Linked DNA regions of Drosophila melanogaster: regions 1 and 3 are each linked to region 2. A link is a contact called in public Hi-C data. All regions are on one chromosome and are shown on one strand. The core of a region is the stretch at or near the end of the contact, and the rest is flanking DNA. Distances in the headings are between cores, read along the strand shown.

Region 1 (4,209 bases), core at 1,144-3,643, 330 kb before region 2:
CTTAATTCACGCCCCTATACCGTTCAAACGGCAGTCGAATCACGCCTAATATGGTCCACATTTAAGCTGGCTCAAAGCGTTTCCCGCCGCCAATTAAACACGATGACGTTGACCGCCAAACCGCCCGTTCCATTCATGGTTTACCGCCCAATGCTGGCACCCACGCTTCGGCCTTGCCTTTGTTTTTGCTTCTGCTTGCCAACTGTTTCAACTCCGCTGGAGTCGATTACAGCAATTGATAATTGCCGCAGAGGCGTTGTTTTCTGGTTTTTAACGGCCTTTTGAGCCGCCAATTGCTGGCACCTTCGTGTTAAAATCGAAAGGAATTCAAGCTTGGGCAATTAAACAGCTGGTCTTCAATCGCAAGTAAAGCAACAAATTTGATGCTTAACAAAAGTATTAGTTTTCCTACAAATGTCCATATGCCCAATCTAAATTCTCTCATAGTCGAATTAGTTTTTAATTTGGCTTCAATACATAAAGAATATCTAAATGGGTTAAAACACACCCATTTATCCAAAATTTTGAAAGTTGAAATCTGGAATCGGCTGCCCACTAATTATTTATTTTCCCACGACCCTTCACCTTTCGGTCTATTGTTATCATTTTGTTCTGGTATGTAGATATAATAGGCTTATAGACTTACTGGTTTCGAAAGACGTCAGAAGTCGAAAGTAAATTCGTCATGAAAAGAGCATTTGTTTTGTTGTTGTAACCTAATGGGCTATTATTGCAACTGCTAATAGCTCTGCAAGGCTGCATTTAAAACATTTAGGCTTTAATTGGTTTTACCTAATTGGTACCTACAATCAAAAATTTAAATAAAGTATTTAACATACTATTCCATAGAAAAATGAATGTTTTATTTAAACTTTTGTTGTATTTTTCGTTTTTGTTCGCCATAAACATATAAATACAGAAATTTATTTTTATACATATTTTATGTGCATGAAATTTCTTTAAATTAAATAAATTGCTTACAGTTGGATGCTAAAGCGTGAACTGTTCATTAGCATAAGGGCGCACCCTGTATTTTTACAACTTCTGCTGATTCACTAACAGTGCGCGCTTAACATATTCTGTTAAGTTAACAGTAACAAAGTTGATTTCACTTGTTCGTTTTCCATTTATTACTATCGCTTTTTATTATTGTTTAATTACGAACTAACGTACATATTATTACACACATACTTGGGCATAAACATGTGCATCACTACGAGCTATAACACGTTGATTTCAAATACTAAATTCGCCACTCCCCCACCGCCTTACGTATACGTATCTCACTGCCCCATCAGCTGCTCAAAATCCGTTACGTAATACTGTGCACGGCGATAGACCTCCGGCCGCACGACATTGCCACCGAAACCTATAAAGTAGTTGGCTGGCGGTACGGCCTCCAGATCGGTGGCTCCATCGCCGATCATGGTGATTAGGGAATCGTCGCTATTCTCCTTCCTTATCAGGGCGATAGCCTCTGCCTTTCCGCCGGAACGCGAAGTGGGCTGGTTGATATCAAAGCTATCGTATTCGCCCAAATAATCGAACAGCATCTTGTTGGCATAGACGTTTTTCAGGGGAATACCCAATTCATTGGCCACGGGCGCAATTAGGCAATCGAATCCGCCGGAGATCAAGTAAACCTGTTTTCCCTCCGCCTTCAAATGGCTGACGAAACGCTTCACGTTTTTGCTCAGTGTACTGGGTCGCTCCTGGATGAAATCCCTCACTTGCTGCTGTGTCGGCCGTATGATGTTCAAGCGAATTTTGAGGGCATCCTGGAAGGTCATGGCACCGCCCATCGCCTCCTTGGTAACGCGAGCCACCTCGCTCCCCTTGCCACAATATTCGGCCAGTTCGTCGATGCCCTCCTCGCAAATCACCGTGGAGTCCACATCGAAACAGACGATCTGCGACTGCTGGATGACCTTGGCCGCCAACTGGGGCTGCTTGGGCGGTGTTATGGCCGAGGCCACAGTGGTTTTCGCCGCGCCACCGGTGGTGCCATTGCCATTGCAATTCAGCTGTTTGGTCAGCAGATTATGGCCATTTGTGGCTGCTGCAGGACGCGCCAAACTCAATACGGAACCGCTCATCTCGACCGGCGAACACGTTGTGTTTTTTGGAAGCGGTTTAAGTTTTGGCTTTTCGTTTAACGTTTGGCGTAAAAGCTTCGGCTGTGTTTGGTGCCCAAAATTTTCCACTGCTTCTCTTTTTGTGTATCTCTTATATCTTGTGCTTTTTTGTTGTGTATGTTTTCTCGTTTCTTTTTGCACACGCGCTTCGCGTTGCGGGCCAGCTGTTTTTGTTTGATAAGTGGTTACGGTTTGTGTGTGCCAGCGGGTTTTCCTTAGTCGAACTGCTCGCGATGACTGATTTTTCACAAGTGACTCAAAAACAGTCGATCGCCCTTTTAAGAAAACCCGCTCAACGCACACAAAAGCGGTTTCTCTCTTTTTGTCGTTCTCTCTTTTCACACTGACCACACGGAACGAAAAAATGATTACCGACCACACGGAAAGAAAAATTTATGTCCAGACGAAACTATTTTTGTCCAACTAGCTGATTTGCATAACAATTTAAGCCACAAGAAACTAGATTAAAATTTTACATTTAAATACATTATCAAATCGAAATATCAATAATTGTAATTTATTCTTACAAAATGTAAACGCAGTTGCTTTCTTTTCAGTGTAGCGATCGAACGATAAGCATTACAAGTGTGCGAGTGGGAGAGAAATGCGTTTTTGTTACAAACTCCAAACCGTTTTCGTTTTTCGGTCAGTTCAAGAAGACTTCCAGAATACCCTAACTTCTATGGCTTATATTTTTATCCGCGAATTACGCTCAATTTTCATTTAATCAGTTTCAATTGAGAGAGAATTGCTTTGGGGGAACGTGAACCTTTGATCACAACATGTGCTGCATGAATGCGACAATGTCTGCTTATCACAAAATATATAAACAATAGAAACAATTATGGTTGAGCTGTCATTAAACTCGCGACACTCGACTGCTTAGAAGAACCGCCTAGAACCAGATTTTCCAGCAGGAGACCATCGCTCCTTATCTTTTCTGGCACCATTTCATACTTGAAGATTGCCAGGAGACCTGGTTCTGGGTCCAGACATCGAAAGACTACCTCAAAAATTATCGACAAACAAATAACAAGTGTGGCATTTATGACCCCGGTTCTAGAAATGTTGTCTGGTAAAATCCAAACACGGGCGCATGCTGCTTATCACTTTGAAAACGAAGTGTACTTTTTGCGTCTGGTTGATCCCCCTGTTTTCAATACTTTCTTTTTTGCATTAATGCTTAATCATTGATGTGGAAAATAACCGAAATCTCAGCTGATTAACGCTGGTGTAAGCCTTAGGTATTTTTAAATCGGCTAGACTTATATTTAAACTGTTCCAGTCCGACATTCTGATGCAATTTATAGCTACTGTTGCAGTGTCATACGCTTTCATGTAAGGTGAAGTATCTTTTTTCTCAATTTTCTCTCCGAACATTCATGATTTGACTTTTGAGTCTCCGGTAATTAGATACAAATCAACAACAAAAGCGAGGGGCGTGCAATTGCAAGTGGCAAAAACAACAATGACGGCTGTAAATGCAATTCTCTCTGCGGTTTCTTGTTTTTGTTATCGTTGCTATGGCACTTTTTTCGCAATTGTAGAATAACAAGTTGTTTTGATCGTTTGCGATCGTTCCGTTCGTGGTAAACAGCTCAAAAACAACAAAAAGTAAACTGCGGCTAGACCGCAAAAAGTATTTCAATGCCACGTTATCGATAACGATAAACAATTCATTGCGTGCAATGCGTGCATGTGCATGTTTGAACATGTTCTCATGCATATTTAAAGCTTACTTCGGCCAACGACTTCCACTAAACAAAGCCGTAAACAGTTGACTGCTTTTAATTGCCGTTGCCTCGAGCGACCAAATAACCAAAGAAGGAAGGAAAATCCAAGGGAATAACGGCCCCGACCACACCTGTACCTTTACCTGAGCCTGTCAGCGGCTGCGGCACCTGTCGTTTACCGTTATTTTTTGTTTTACCTTGGCAACTCGTCTTGGGTTTTGGGTGTACCTTTCGGCTCTGCATTTATCGATTGACCTTGTTGCTGCATAAATTTCCAACCAAGTCCGTTTCCATTTTGTATATGTATGTACACACTTTCCCTGGACATACAAACTAAATAG
Region 2 (4,591 bases), core at 1,359-3,858:
ATTGAGCCTCTTTCACTTGTTTAATTTTGATACCCTAGAAAGCCGAAATTCTGTTGCAAAATATATAGAAGAAATTAATCTTAAATTAATTCCAAGTGCAAGTCGCACATTGTGAGAATCTGTGCTGAAGCCGATGCAGGATAAAAATAAATACACTTGTAGACAAAAAAAAAAAAGGATAACGACGCCGCGATACAGATACCGATACACCTATGTTAAGCCAATTAAAGCGCCCAATGAATGTGCTATAAAGCGAACGCGATAGGATTACCAGAAAAATACATAGCAATGATTAGCTGAAACGTAATGAAAATACTAGACAAATTATACTTTTAGCTAAAATCAAGTGGAACTATGAAATTGTATCCAAATTCTTCCGTAAAAGAAAGCACATTTCTAGCAAACAATTTACCATACATAAGAGTCTAATATACATATACTACTATACTGAGCAGCATAAAAGTAGAGTCAAGGAAATACGTAAATCAGATGACACAAATATAAGATACGCCCGAAATACAGAGAAAAACTACAGATCAGATCAAGGCAATTGCAGCCCACTAAGGAAATGATATCAGCATGGAAAAGAGATTTGAGATTTGATTGGGCATAGATGGAGAATGATGGGATTAGGATTAGCAATAGCCGATAGCAAAGGGCCCGATTCTAGAGAAATATCCAACTGATCTCTACTGTGTTCTATGCTTTAGTGGGGGGGACACATATGTATGTACGAAAATAAGCAAAGTACATATAACTTGAAAACCCAAAGTATTACCATTTTGAGCTGCAATATTTTTTAATCAAATACCAAACGAAAGATGAAATGGATTTAATAATAGTAAAATACAAAGATAATAATTAATATATATTTTTCTCTTTTGAGATAAACCAAACGGAAACACTGTTTTCACATGAATTGAGTTAGGCAACAAATAAACGAGGTCATAAAATAACATAACATATTTCAAAAAAAGTATCAAAACCAAAGCTAGCTAAGGAAATGCACAAAGTTTTGTGTGTATTTTTCGGTTTTTATTCATGTGTGTAAATCTTCCGTGTGCAAAACAAAAAAAAAATAAATAAATAAAAACGAAGTATGAAAAAAGAAGCAAACCAGAACTACACTACACTACAAAAGCAAAGCCAGACACTAAGCCCAACTGAAATTGTCAAATATAAATTAATATATATGAGGTCTATATGAGTATATATTTAGATAACAATTATATTATATATATATACATATATATTATATACATACTGTGTGCAAATTATTCAGATCCATCAAAATACGATGCGGAAAAGTCTCTATATATATTTAGTAAAATTAAAACGAAAGCGAATGAAAAATGAATACGTAGTACAATGACAAGCGAAATAAAAAGTATAAAGCAAAAACATATATGAAAACACAAAATTTGAGGAAACGGAAAATTAAAAAGAATCTATGAATAGCATATAAAAATAATTATTTATAAAGGCTGTAATTTTAAGTAAAATGATCAACCCGATAAACATGATAAAACTCAAAAATAAAACACAAAAAAAAAAAAAACGAAAACCAAACAAAAAACTTAACATAAACATATTTCACCCACAATGCAAATTAAATTAAACTAAAACAAAATGTAAACAAATCGCGAGAATATACTATAAAACATAAGTAAGAAACGATATCTAAAAACGAAATTATAAAGCTAAACGAACAAATTATATGAAGTAAAATTACATACCAAACCAAAGGAAGTAAAGCATAAATATAAAACCCCAAAATTATATATATACGAGAACTCAATGTATGTAATAAATATAAAACTAATTAATAAAATCTTAAAAATGGAATAAACCGAATGAATCAATTGGGCTTTCATTTGGAATCATACGATGATTGTGACATTTAGATTTAGGTCATTGCTTCTGGAACTGATGACGCATTTAGCAGACCCCCGTCAGACTTCGGTCCAGAAAAAAAAAAACGAATAATATTCTCTTATCTACGCGCTAGAATGCATTTATTAAATCTTTGCCATTTATTTCTTTTTTTCATATATACATATATGTATATATATATAATGCCAAGGTACATGAAAAGTCGTAGCGCCAGCTTCGTTTAGATTCGATTAACTCTAATTTGCACGATAAGAACTATCGTTTTGGAAAATACTCTATGCATAATAAATACAAAGTGCACAAAAAAAATTTACATATGTATGTCTAGTGCGACATTAGGAACATGTCAAGGCCGGAACTAAAACTAATCCCTAATCACGGATATAGCTGCGATCATAGTTCTGCATCCGTACACTCTGAGGCGCCTTCTGGGTGCGATCGAAGTTCTGCAGCTTGTTGGTCTTCAGCATCCGGGGATTGGGTCCGGCTGAGGTGCGCCAGTAGACCGTCTGCACCGCATTCCGTCCGGCAATGTAGCGCGTAGTCGCTCCGATCAAATGGTTCACCTTAGTGGCAGACATCTTGGGGATATTGTTGTGTGTGTGTGTTCGTTTAGTATCACAGTTGGGTTGCTTTCGCTATAGAGTCGTCTCTATATCTGGGTTGTTCCTAATGAATTCGTACGATCATTGGCGCGCTCGTTTCGTTTCTGTGGCCTCACTTGGCTCCGGATCCACTATTTATAGCGATGCCTTATCAGCACTTTTATACTGGCATATGTATGGTCATTATCTTGCAAGTAGTTGGGGCTTATCAGGTGTGTGTTGCTCAAAAGGGTTTCCAATTGATTGGCTTACGACCAGGCCTTTATTTGCTGGCCATGCAACCCGAATGCAAGGCGAAATGCGACGCACTTTTGGCCAAAGTTTGTTATTCAACGTTTCAGATTGCATTGTTTATTTCTAATTGGCTGTTGTTTAGACGTGTATCCGTAAGCAAAATGGAGAAATAGCCTTCATCGTACTTCCCAAGTGCAGCTCGAAGTCCAAAGGCTGATCTCTACAGCTGTATCATTATTGCACAATTAATCAAATACCCCTCAGGCCATGACGTAAATCCTAATAAAATGTATGTACAGTCAAGCATGCGCCACTAAAGCTGACCTAATTAAAAAACTTAAGTCAATTTGCATTGATTCCGGGAGGCATTAGATTAACTGAAGTAACTCACATATTTATACAACTATAGTTTTGTAATTTTTTTTTTTTGTAATATGACTGTTATGTATGCATTTATTGAGGATGCACCGAACCGCAGCCAGAGATATCTATATTTTGCTAGACTATGTTGATAATTCTGCACCTGATGCTTTGTTGTCTAAAATAATCTTAAAATAATAAAATGTGTGCTGTAGGTCATGGGTTTCGCCTGATAGAAGTTCTTCTGTAAGCGATGTTTCTGGCCTTTGTATTCCAATATTGAGGTTACATTTATGCCTATTTATGACACTAGCTAACCAGCTGATTGCCTAGTTGGACCGAGCTTTAAGATATGTGCCACCAGCTTCGTTCTTCTCTAATACATACATACTATCATGAGTACTCTACGTGTGCGGCGGGAGCTCCTCTTATCAGTTTTGTGAGTCGGCGACTGCTTGTGAATTATTATTTTCAAAACAAAACGTCAAGCTGGCACACGGTCTATTACTGCAATCAGGCGTTGTAAAATCCGGCAGAAAGTGTGCGGGTGAGGAATCGTTAAGTCAACAATAACAAAAAAACCACAATAAACCACTATGAACGCACACTTCAAGTTCAAGTGCGATTCAGAACCAGCGGGGGCCATGCAATCTAGCCCTTATCTAGCCCTAGCACGCTGTCTGCTAGTGCTTCAGGAACCAATGCATTCGCTGGCTGGAAAAAAAAAATTAATCATCGCGATCAGGGGGGAATATTTTGCTGCCGAAACTTTTCCACGCAAACCCTGGAGCTTGTTTTCTCTTTACGAGCGAGTCCAGACTTTAAGTGCTTCCTTTAGACTTCTTCTTTTCAGCCTGATTACAGAGCGAGCTTGTTCCCGTTTCTGCTAATCAACAAAGAAACCGAAAATATCAAAGCAAAAAAAAAAAATGTTTATAAATAAAGCAACCCGCCAGACTATTGTACTTCGACTTGTGAGATCGCCGTGGAATCGCGTGAGTATCAAAAGCTATCCACCCGATTTTATGGTCTCGATTTTGGGGGGGGTCCCTAACTCGTTAATTCCAAAACAAAACCCATGAAGATTATACCGTTTGCTAGATGTCAGTTGCCGAGGCCTGATAAGGATCATCTGCTCGTTTTTCGGTTAGTGCTGATAGTGTAAAAAAAAACGAAATGTTAACAACGTAATCAGACAGAGGCAAGTGGCATTGGGTTTCGATGTGTGTGACTGTGTCACCATGGCGTATGAGTAATTTATATGTATCAATTTCAGCAGCACACTTTTTGTTGCCTACTTTTGGGGTCTGCAGATCCATACGAAGCGAACGTTGCAGCAATATCAACCGAATTTTTTCCGACATTAGTTGTACCGAAATTCCAATGAGCGGGTGGAGATCCCTGCTAATTGAATTAAGCAAACACTTAACGCCTACAACTAGCCAACGGCTAATGCCCACTTAAGTCAGCCCTGCCTTATTCGTAATTGACTTTAATTG
Region 3 (4,735 bases), core at 369-2,868, 300 kb before region 2:
AACCAGCAGGCAACACTGCAACCACTACTGCTCCTGCCGGCGACGATGCTGTGCGCACCGAGCATTTATACAAACACCCGCTCATGAATGTCTGGACGCTGTGGTACCTTGAAAACGATCGGTCCAAGTCCTGGGAGGACATGCAAAACGAGATCACCAGCTTCGATACCGTCGAGGACTTCTGGAGCCTATACAACCACATCAAGCCCCCATCAGAGATCAAGCTGGGTAGTGACTACTCGCTATTCAAGAAGAACATTCGGTGGGTTTGCTGTTTATTGCAATTCTGCCAAGATAACCTTTACTAACTGATATCTCATTTGCAGTCCCATGTGGGAGGATGCAGCCAACAAACAGGGCGGTCGTTGGGTCATTACCCTTAACAAAAGCTCCAAGACCGATCTGGATAACCTATGGCTCGATGTGGTAAGTGCACAAAGAAACGAGTGGTGAGCGGATGGTCTATTTATAGTGAATGTACATTCTTGAAATGCAAAAATATAGAAATAGGTGTATGATTTTGCAATATAAATTATAACTTATAGAAAATATCAGCTAAAAATACGCTAGTGCTAGCTTTTGTCTTAGGAACATTCAATAGTGAGCTTATATCATAAATATTTTTCGCATATGAGTAACTACAACTGTTTTGCCTTCCAGCTGCTCTGCCTGATTGGTGAGGCCTTCGATCACTCTGATCAGATCTGCGGCGCTGTTATAAACATTCGCGGCAAGAGCAACAAGATATGTAAGTTTTCACGCACACCCAACTTCAGCGGAATTCCTTTGTTTAACGATTAATGCTTTCCAGCCATCTGGACTGCCGACGGAAACAACGAGGAAGCTGCCCTTGAGATTGGTCACAAGCTGCGCGATGCCCTGCGTCTGGGACGCAACAACTCGCTGCAGTATCAGTTGCACAAGGACACGATGGTCAAGCAGGGCTCCAACGTGAAATCGATCTACACTTTGTAGGCGGCTAATAACTGGCCGCTCCTTATTCGGTCCGATCCCACACTGATTATTTTGTCTTTCATTTATTTATCGTTATAAGCAACAGTAGCGATTAATCGTGACTATTGTCTAAGACCCGCGTAACGAAACCGAAACGGAACCCCCTTTGTTATCAAAAATCGGCATAATATAAAATCTATCCGCTTTTTGTAGTCACTGTCAATAATGGATTAGACGGAAAAGTATATTAATAAAAACCTACATTAAAACCGGATACTTTTGATCTTTGATTTTGGAGATATTTTAAAATAGAAAAAAGTTAACCTATATTGTTTTTGGGATAATTACTTGTTGTATTACTAAAACGAGCTTGTATCCTAATATGGGCACCTAAAGCAAAACTTCCAAATTTGGAATTCAATTTGTTGCTAAAAATACGTTAGCAATTTCTAGGGTGGCCAAAAAAAAATGTGTATCGATATATCGATAGGTTTCCTAAATAGACATTAAAATAATTTTAGCTTTTTACTTATATTGTTAGAGTAAATACGTTTGTATTTAAAAAATAAGTCAGTATTTTTTTTTTATTAACCTATTATTGAATTTTATATGAGTGAGAGCTTTTCCATTCAGCCAAGAACGGTCACACTGCATGTGACATGTTTCAATTGTGTAGGCGCAGTCACACTGGTCGCGTCGCTCGTAGATATCGTGTAAGGATATGTCTCCGTGTTTAGCTAAATAAAATACATAAAATATATGTGCAATTCTAACAAGCATAGCCATTTAGCGTAGAGTAGTGGAACGAACAGCTCGTACCGGGCCAGTAACAACAAATTAACAAGCAAACGCACTAAAGTTTGTCGCGGAATAAAGATATAATAATAGACCAGCTAACCAACACAAACAAACACACACACGGCCAGAAGTTCGTTGGCGTTGAAAGGGAAAAATGAAACGAAATGAAAGGAGAATAACAGTGCAATAGATTCGGTTTACATTGTGCAAAAAATCGAAGTAGCCCCTGCCAACAGGGTCGCTAAAAATAAAGAAGGCGACAGCCTCTGTTTATCGTTGGGAATAAACAAATATATGGCCAGCGGAGGAGAATCATAACAAAGGCGCAAGACTAGCCAGCATAAAAGACAAAGGAGCTCTCCTCCCCCGCGTCCGCCACCCCCCTCCCTTTTTGGGGTTGAAAACCCCCCACGCGTTGCGGTGCAGCATCGCCCCGACTATGCGATACCCTGCAATCGAGTTTATAGTGCTATAGAGAGAGAGAGAGAGAGCGAGTTACGAACAAAATGCCTTGCGACAACGCCAAAACCTCTTCGGATATCGAGCATGTGGATTGGAATTCCGGCCAGCACTATGCGAATGTCAGGTGAGTTTTGAATGCCCTTGATATGGCCAAAAAAAAAGGAATCCTATAAGTTATTCAAGTACACCAAAGAACAAAAAAAAAAGTAAAATAAAGAAAAACGAGAAATAAAATAAAATCAAGTGCAAGCACGCAATTGAAAAATCGTGGGATGGTTGACATTCTTCTTGGCATTGTCCATTGTTTATTTATAGCCAGGAAACGGACATGATTTAAATGTTTGATTGTTCGTCGTTTGGGAAATCACAATAATTAAGTTCTCAACGCAGGCTGCAAGTGCTAAAAATCAATGTGTGTTCTTTGCGCCACAATAAACAAATCCAGCTGTCCATACCGACACGCAGATAAGATATACCTTAATCGAAATGAAAACGAAAATAACCCAATTTCAAGCAGCGATTGATTCATTCCCTTAATTTGTTGCTCTGCACCAACATCAACTGTTGAGATCTCAATCGTCGTAATCCCCATCTAACGCCTGCTAATGACAATCATTAGGCAATAGTTAACAACATTGACTTGTACTTACTTACTTACCATACTAGTTCCATGCCGATCGGCAACTTCGATTGAAATGCAAATATGGACACTACGATGCTGGGAAGGTGACAAGATCTTGACGCGAGGCGCCAGCTGTTATCTGTTTATACAATTATAGGTTTATAAATTACGCGCGATTTATTTATATTGCAATCTGACGTGACAGCGGGGCATTGACCATACCCAATACTCTTACGACTTTTAATGAAGCCAATGAGGTCTAAAATGAAGATAAATCATAAATATAATTATATATCAGTCATTGAAGACGTTCTCCATAACTAAAGCAGTTTAATGGTACTGGCTTTTCGATTCACTTAATTCGTATTGTTTGGTATTAGTATTTGTGGCTACCAACTTTTATTTGCCTCATAGATGTTGTATCTTTATCTTTAGTTATTCATCAAATTTTCAATGGAACGCTCTTAAATAAACATATTTACTCAATTGTATTTGAATGTTGAGAAATGCGGCTCTTGCGTAGCTATAATTTATATATGTATGCTCGTATTTTGTGAAATACAGACCGTTCAACACCCCCGATGTCAGTGTGATGAGCCTTATCACCTGGCCATCGCAAATCTAATCTGTCGCCGGAGTGAGTAAATGTGTCTCACTTTGCTGTTATTTCAGGTGTCGTTGTTGAATAAACATTGGCTATTGTATCGGCTTGGGCCATCACGATCAAATATTTGTCGACTATCGTGAAAATGTAAAATGGAGCGTAGCGAAAAACAAACCATTGATAAGAAGCGAATTTTCTCAAGCTTGCATTTCGCATGGGTTTTCCCAAAACAATAGCAATGTGTATACACACACAAACATTCATACATTGCATATGTATGCAAATGTATATTTTTGGTGGCGCCAGTTGGGGGGGTATAACTTTTGCATTAATTGCCTCGAACTTAAACCAGTTGGGTTTTGGACTTTAAAATAAGTTTTACACGCAGAGAGCGCTAAAAAAAAAAAAAAAATAATGCGCAAATTATCAAAAAGCATTCGAACAAAGCAAACGAACAGGCAGCGAAAACAAAGCGCAAAACAGTTGAATTGGACCCCGCCTGACTCCGATTTCCCCCTTCCCCCCTCCACCACCCATCCATCCCTTGGAATCATCCGGTTCCTTGCGCCATGCGAAGATTACTTGTTTCATCTGGTCCGGCGGAGCTGGTGAGGGCGTGGCCCGTTCCGTTGTGTTCGGGCGTGGAATTTAATAAAATGCGCTAATTTAGTCGTAATTACAAGTGGGCACGGGTGGTAATGAAGCGCTCAAAAGACCCAAATCTTACGCAAATAACACGAAATGCCCCCGTAATGTGAATTTACCAAACGACCCTCGCATAATTAGGCGATTTAAGGGTAATATGCTATATAAACTTAGTTATCAGATCCAGAGAAATCAACAATTATATTCTTACTCATTTTCAGTAAGTGTTGAGCCAAAGTATAATTTTGTAATATTAATCTTGGCTTTCAGTTTGAAAACAGTTCCGCTTTCATAGTACATACATTCATATTCGACTCTCTGTTGATAAACAAATTTTCCCCTCTTTTATCAGCTAATTATAAACAACATTCATAACGATAGTTGAGCCGTTTATTTCTCAAGAAAAAAAAACGGCGATAAGAAACGAATATAAGTTCAAATTAGATTAACGAACGTAAATATTTGGTTACCGAAAAGTACACGATTCCGGGGAATTCGCAAATTTCCATCGGAAGCACTTTCGCAGTGGCAGCAACAAAAAGTGCCGTTAAACAAACAAAAAGCGCGATGATGCAGCTTGCACTTGAAACCCAAAACCCGAGGGCGAAAAGGTTTTTATTTTTAGTTTCGCTGAAATAAAGCACCTGCCC

The links. A called contact is a pair of places that touch in the nucleus more often than the background predicts.
Region 1: a contact with region 2 is called in a Hi-C map of the Kc167 cell line, with 2.0 times the contacts expected there. A contact is called at or near these places in 1 of 107 Hi-C or Micro-C datasets (the Kc167 cell line) and 1 of 7 datasets of targeted methods (the Kc167 cell line).
Region 3: a Hi-C map of the Kc167 cell line shows a contact between it and region 2, with 2.1 times the contacts expected there. A contact is called at or near these places in 2 of 107 Hi-C or Micro-C datasets (the Kc167 cell line and embryo) and 1 of 7 datasets of targeted methods (the Kc167 cell line).

Annotation. Positions count from the first base shown.
Region 1 is chr3L:9,421,437-9,425,645 of dm6, reverse strand. aay (astray) reads right to left here and starts at 2,393. Exons shown (of 1, transcript NM_079277.3): 1 at 865-2,393. The coding sequence starts at 2,096. The coding sequence ends at 1,284. The region is part of intron 1 of Atat (alpha-tubulin acetylase); the gene reads left to right.
Region 2 is chr3L:9,094,894-9,099,484 of dm6, reverse strand. It overlaps CG13315, which reads right to left and starts at 2,608. Exons shown (of 1, transcript NM_144186.2): 1 at 1,991-2,608. The coding sequence starts at 2,474. The coding sequence ends at 2,265. bol (boule) reads left to right here. Exons shown (of 8, transcript NM_001274685.2): 8 at 1-1,856.
Region 3 is chr3L:9,396,110-9,400,844 of dm6, reverse strand. It overlaps CG4080, which reads left to right and starts at 1,618. Exons shown (of 6, transcript NM_001259766.2): 1 at 1,618-2,338. The coding sequence starts at 2,259. eIF4E1 (eukaryotic translation initiation factor 4E1) reads left to right here. Exons shown (of 6, transcript NM_168335.2): 3 at 1-262; 4 at 327-426; 5 at 661-748; 6 at 812-1,227. The coding sequence ends at 975.